Linked DNA regions of Mus musculus: region 1 is linked to region 2. A link is a contact called in public promoter capture Hi-C data. All regions are on one chromosome and are shown on one strand. The core of a region is the stretch at or near the end of the contact, and the rest is flanking DNA. Distances in the headings are between cores, read along the strand shown. Region 1 overlaps Ccdc162 (coiled-coil domain containing 162). Region 2 holds the start of Ddo (D-aspartate oxidase).

Region 1 (3,298 bases), core at 431-2,930, 1.1 Mb before region 2:
GGGGCAGAAGGAAGCTGTTCACCTCTGGGTTGCCACAAAGCAGAGAGCTCACTTTTTAGAACAAAGGTCCGCCCTGTCAAGCCGCTAATTTTTGAATCCATAAATGGATTAATCCATTGATAAGGTCCGGGCCCCATTGATCCATTCATTTGCCAAAGGTCCACCTCTGAACATTGCTGTTCTGGGGACTGAGCTTTCAAAAGACAGTATTGGTGGGAGACCCTTAAGGTCCAAATCATAGCAGTCATGATGCTGAAAAATATAGATGCTGGATTAGGCGGCCTTCAAACATGGCCACCAGTGTTCCTCATCATGGACTTGTGTCTGTGTTTCTTGACCCTGGACAGCTAGCATGAGACTGCCTCCCGTGTGCTGGGATTAAAGGTGTGTGCCACCACGCCTGGCGAGAGCATTTCTTAATTTTTGAAAACTTTTAAGCACGGTTTCTTTAAACAGAGTTTTCTGGGTTCTGGGAGTGACTATAAAATTCTCAATAAACAAAGCAAACTCATATTCATCTTTCTCAACCTTACTAGGCTTTTTCCCATCCATTATTCACTGCATTACACCCATAAAATCTCTTAACCTAAGCCTAAAAACATCCTTAACTCTCCTAGACTTAATTTGACTAGAAAAAACTATTCCAAAATCAACCTCAACCCTCCACACAAGCACAACCACTCTTACAACTAACCAAAAAGGCTTGACTAAATTATACGTTATATCATTCTTAGTTAACAGTATCTTAATTGTCAAGCTCATTCCTGAGTTTAAGCCCAGCTCCGAGACCCGTTGCTTAAATTGCACATCCATTACAGTGTTTCCTATCACCTCGGAAAGACCAAGATCCTGTTCCCTTTGGCTGTATCCTTGTTTGCAGTTGGTACCTACTTCATTTTGTGAAGTTCCTATTGCTCTTCAAGGTTACTAGCTTTTGTTCTTGTTGTTTTTGTTCTTCGAGACAGGGTTTCTCTGTGTAGCCCTGGCTGTCCTGGAACTCACTTTGTAGACCAGGCTGGCCTCGAACTCAGAGATCCCCTGCCTCTGCCTCCCAAGTGCTGGGATTAAAGGCGTGCGCCACCTCCACCAGTCCCAGTTGAAGTTTTCTAACATTTTCCATGCAAAGTCTAATGTACCTCTAATCTTGTCGGTTCAGTGTTTGCTTCAAACGTGTATTTACTTTTAGACTCCTAGACTCTTCAAGCTGCATTCACATTCGCTTTCAGTCTTCGGACCTTTAAACACTTGGCTTGCTGACCTTGTTAACTAGGTTGGTTCTTGTCGTCTTCTCACTAACTGCTCTTCTGCCCACAGATCTTTTCCTTGTTGCTTTGAATGACTATAGTTTATAAAATCACTTATAAATGAATGCTAAAAATAATCAAATTTTCACTATCGGATGCCGTGGATTTTGTGTTTCCCGTCAAGTGTTGGACTTTGTTCTGGGAAGCTTTTAAGTCACAGACCCACTTACTCCCTTCAGGGCTGCCTTGTGTGGCTTTAGGATAATCTTCACTCTAGGCTCAGTTTGTCCTCATTACCAGAGCCCTGGTGTTGGATGTCTCGGGTATCCAGGGACACTTTCACCTGGTGGCTGGAACTTGAACAGCCTGCAGCCAGTCCAGTAAGAACCTATTAAGAGCTGTTGGCCTTCGGTCGGTCAGGGTCAGCTATTCTTTACACAGCCTCCTGGAGCGTCTCCTGCTGCGTGCCTGGCTAGGTACTCAACAAACAGACCCGTGGGGTCCTTTCCGAGCCTGCCTTTCTCTGACTGGCTTCCTCCTCTCCAGTGCCGCAGCCTACAAACTCCCCGGTTCCTGGGTTCCTGTTCCGCGCCTCGCCTCGCCTCACGTTTCAAGTCTTCTCTCCTTAACTCAGAGGTCCCTCCGCTCCCTTACCGTTTCCTCTCCTTGCTGGGTCTCAGCAGCGTGAGTGAGCGTCTCGGCTCGCGGGAACCATGACAAGTGGTTCTCTTTCCCCAGGAACCCTGGCACTATGTTGGGACAGAAAAACAGTTGCCTCAAGTATTCTGTCAGATTCTCTACTCGTGATGAAAGAATGCAACAGGACTCATTTCTTCGCAGCGTCATTTTTATCCCTGGATAGAAAAGCCATCTGCATGACTGCCCTCAAACTCATAAATCTCCTGCCTTGGCCTCTTGAGCACGAGGCACGAGGGTTATAGGAATGTGCCACTGCTTTTATTTTAATTGTAAGCGAAAATTTTCAGTCTGATTTTTATAAACTATAGTCTTAATTTTTTTCTTTTTTGTTATTACTCTGTGTATGTGTTTTGGAACGCACCGTGGTGCACACGTGGGGGACGGTGGACAACATTGATGGAGTTACTTCCTGCCTTCCATCTCCACAAGGGTCCCAGGAATCAAACCCGGGTCATCACGATTGCATAAGGAGTTCCCTTACCCAGAGGGCCACCTCTCTGAGCCACTAATCTTACTTGTAATGGACTTTTTGACTCACAGGTTTAGGTGTGTGTGTGTGTGTGTGCATGGATGCATGGGTACATGTGTGTGCTTGTATGTTTCCTAGAGGAAAACCTCAGGTGTCACACCTTGGGTGCTGTGATCTTATTCTTTGGAGACAGGAGTTCTCTCTTGGAGTTTGCCAAGCAGGGAAGGTCGAGTGGTCACGAGCCCTAGGGACCTACCTGTCTGTTTCTGCCTCCCCTGCGTTCTGAGTGCCGCCAGAAATGGCTTTGCTTTTGCTTTTTCTTGTCTTTTTTCCCTTTCCTTCCCTTCCCTTCCCTTCCCTCCCCTCCCCTCCCCTCCCCTCCCCTCCCCTTTCCTCCCCTTTCCTTTCTTTTCCTTTCCTTCTCTTCTCTTTTCTTCTCAACATATGTTCTGGAGATGGAACTCTGGTTTCTGTGTTTTTCTGAAAAGCATTTTACTGATCCAGCATTTCTCCCAGCCATAATTTCAGTTTCTCCACCCAGAACTTCAGCTCGACTTTAAGCCTATAGTATCCTAAGTCACTGCCAACAGTCCAGTAGCTGACGAAGGAGCTTGTGACCAGTTAATTCAGTAGCAGATCACAGAGATTTAGACACATCTGCTTGCTCTTGTTGCTTTACATCGGAAGGATCTTGAACCAGACTTCATTTGATGGTGTTCCTGTAAGAAAAAAAAAAGTATTTTCAAAGCAACCATCACCTATATTGTTAGTGTTCGTAAGGCTCGATCAGCCCCCTTTCTATAATTATATTCTGGTAAGTGCTTATTTTTGTTGTTGGTAAAGTATTACACAGAGAGAATTACGCAGCTGGGCCAGAGTAAATATT
Region 2 (3,142 bases), core at 535-3,034:
GTACCGTCTCTCACCTGCACACGTGTGAGGAATAAGCATCCCAGCCGCTACATTACTGGTGGTATCAGGAGTGAACCTGTCTGAGATGACAGTGACGGTGCATCCGGGAACCAGTTGGGAAATGCATGCTGCAGTAGACAGCCCTATCACGCCAGCTCCAACGACCGCAATACACACTGTGTCCATGGCCTAAGGAGGAAAACGCAAATGGACCACCTTGCTTAGGGCATTATTCTCCCCGGATGAAATCTGACCCTAAAGTTCTTTCCTTACATCAGGCAGCCTCTCAGAGTAAAACTTCCTTCCGAAAAAGGGTCCCCAGGACCCAGCCCAGCAACCTTTTAAGCTCTCATTCCATAAATAACAGTGCGAACTTCGAGGTCTCTCTACGGGCAATTGCTACCAAAACAGAATCAGCCTAGGTTTGCCTGCCGTGCTCACCAGCACTAATCACATGGCATTCGGGGGTAGAATTCTAGTCATAGTGCCCTTGCCTAACTTTTTCCCTATGGGCACATTCTAGGGACTGCTGAGGAGGTAAGCTAGTCCTGGGAAGCAGCCGAGCTGTGACTTCTGCTCCCGGGACTCTAGGGAGCAGACACAGAGGTCATGTCTGGCTGCCACAGATGATTGCATAACAGGAAGAAATGGCCGCGGTCCTTTAGCCTCTGTGCCTTCACCTGAAGACAGCACCAAATGAATTCTTATTAGCCTCTTTGAGTAGTAAACGGCAGGCCGCTGAGGCTGTCTCCCAAATAGATCCCCTGTGGGAGGATGTAGGGAAAATGTAGATACCAGGCGCCTGCGCCAGGCACCCCAAGGCTGACATCTTGTGTGGAAGGTAGAGAGAGGGGCAAAGATGTCAGTGTCCTCCACGCTCTCCGCAGAGGCAGCAGGAATCTGTTACTTGGTGCTGACCTGTCAGCCTCCTGCCCGCCTTCACTTCTTTGTCTTACTATGTGTGCTCCATGCCCAACTCCCTCTATCTGGCTCAATTCCAGATTAAGGAGAGTGGACAAAACGTAATTATTCCAGTTAGTTATAGCCATTCCTTAGGGGTAAAGTTCTCTCAGCCAGCTGCTTGTGTTGTTAGCCTAAATCCCACCCACCCCTGGTACAATCCCTTCTTGCAACAGGCAGTGAACAGGGCATCAGGCCAGGTGAGGTTAGCCATGGCAGACATCATGAGGTCTGGCTATGAGTGGTTCTCTGCCTCCTCCCTAGCTCCACTTGACTCCCACTCCGTGAGCCTTGAAGCCTTTTCAGGGAGGTTTAATGTGCGCTTCTCCTCCAACTGAGCCGTGTGCGTTTCTGAGCAGGTGAGCTGAGATGTCAGACTGCCAGGGTTGAAGAAAGACAAGAGAAGATTCCCAGCAGGACACAGTCCAGTGGGGAAGGCTGGGAGAGGGAGGTCCTGGACTTGTTTCCAGAGGAGGTAATAGAAGACAGACGGCCATGATCTTACTAGTTGCCTATCTAGCAGCCTTGCGCCACAGCTCTAATAAGTTAACACTAGGGTGAAAAGCAATCTGTGGCTAAGAATAACCAGCTGCCAGTGGAGTGGAAAGAGAGCCAGAAACATAGGGCATGTCCTGATATAGTGTGACCTATCAATCTCTGGCCCCAACCCCACCAAGACACACCCCTAAAATCCCAGAGTGCATACAGAACGACCCTAGAGCAAAGAGTGAGGATTCAAATACCTGTCTCTGAAAAAGCAGTCTGGTATCCACCGGAGGTCCTGGCACCAACACTTGTTTTCCAGTGACCTGTTAGCCTGGTCTCCTAAGAGACAGGGAAAACAAAACTCCTTCCCATTGGGGAAATTATTAAGGACACTCTCTCTAAGCTTACCCTCCATTGGTCCATGCCACAGTGTCTGCCTCTGACTCCCCAGGAGAGAGGCACGTGTAAGCTCTGTGGAACTGCCTCTCTGCCAAGCCTGCAGGGGAAGTTTCGTCCTCTATGACCTGTCTTTGTCTGGCTTTCAAGAACTTCAGCTTGCCACCAGCCTGGAGTTTCTCCGGCTGATTTGTTTGCATGGCAAATAAATGGGTGGTCTGTCTGACTTCCAAAAAGTCCCAGCTAGAACCAAGCACTCGTTTCCCCTGCCGCATTGTTCAGAGTTGTTGATAGCTGAGATGCCGGCCTGGTGGCAGATGGAAAATTTATTCAGAAAATAAGTTAGGATGAACCAAATATTTATAGAAGGGAACTGGTATTTGCTGAGTGTCACCTCCTCAGAAACACACACAGCTCAGTAGTAGGAAAAGCCCACATTAAACCTCCCTGAAAGTCATTTGATTCTAGAGACGTAATTGGTTGTATCACAATAGCTATAATATATCTTAAAGATTTGTTTTACATTTAAATTGCTGTGGTCTGTTGGTCTGTGGTCTATTGCATGTTGTTCTCACATGCACGCAGTGCCCATGGAGGCCAGAAGAGGGCACCAGATGTCCTGGAGCTGGAGTTATAGGTGGTGGTGCGCCACCTGATGAAGGTGCTGGCAATTACATGTGTTAATCGCTGAGCCATTTCTCCAGCCCAGATAATATTTAATAGAATAATATTAACCACGTTAATATACTAATAAGAGATTTCGCTTTAGCCATGACTGTATCACCACGTAACACCATTCTCTTGTGAAATGAGACGTATCCTCCTTATTCTACAGATATAAACCGAGGCTCCAAGACATGTGGAAAAGCCCATGGTCTCTTGTGTGATAAAGGCCATTCTGTGTAGCAGACTCCCTATGCATGCTCTCAGCCAAGCAGAGGTCCTCTTTGTCAAAGCAGGGTCCTCACTATCTTATCTTGAGCAAGTCAGAGGCTGTCTCAGTCTGTCTTCCCATCTGAAAAGGAGAGAAAGATGATTCCTTTTGCATGTGGCCATGAGCCTCTGGTGAGCTCAGCTAGGTACGATTTTATACAAGGCTGTCTGGGTGTCAAAATGGAAAAGAAAGGGCATTGTCCCTTCAGTCCACAATCCCAAAGTCACAGAAAATGGAACAGTTCTGTGTCTAGGGGAATGGGTTCTTTCTCCACACACATCCAGCAACCAATATAGCAGACTCTCCAGCAGACACATCCGGTTCAGCAGGATTCTCTTTCAATTCTGGCACCTTCTACCTGAAGAT

What was found. Promoter capture Hi-C pulls out the DNA fragments that hold promoters and counts their contacts.
Region 1: a promoter capture Hi-C map of the 3T3-L1 cell line shows a contact between it and region 2, with 5 times the contacts expected there. The contact joins the enhancer-like site here to the promoter of Ddo in region 2. A contact is called at or near these places in 8 of 39 promoter capture datasets (the 3T3-L1 cell line, the C10 cell line, the SN4741 cell line and 4 more), 2 of 484 Hi-C or Micro-C datasets (the C10 cell line and pre-B cells), 1 of 115 datasets of contacts at active chromatin or transcription factors (astrocytes) and 1 of 9 other capture datasets (embryonic stem cells).

The regions. Positions count from the first base shown.
Region 1 is chr10:41,683,238-41,686,535 of GRCm38.p6, reverse strand. It overlaps Ccdc162 (coiled-coil domain containing 162), which reads left to right. Exons shown (of 48, transcript NM_001358562.1): 5 at 3,256-3,298. Among named protein-coding and RNA genes, the nearest start is that of Mir3473b, 14 kb to the right of the region's middle. Within about 2 kb of position 1,680, at least 31 of the 459 cell types and tissues checked have an H3K27ac peak or open chromatin away from gene starts, as enhancers often do.
Region 2 is chr10:40,628,653-40,631,794 of GRCm38.p6, reverse strand. It overlaps Ddo (D-aspartate oxidase), which reads right to left and starts at 1,784. Exons shown (of 5, transcript NM_027442.5): 1 at 1,704-1,784; 2 at 15-189. The coding sequence starts at 186.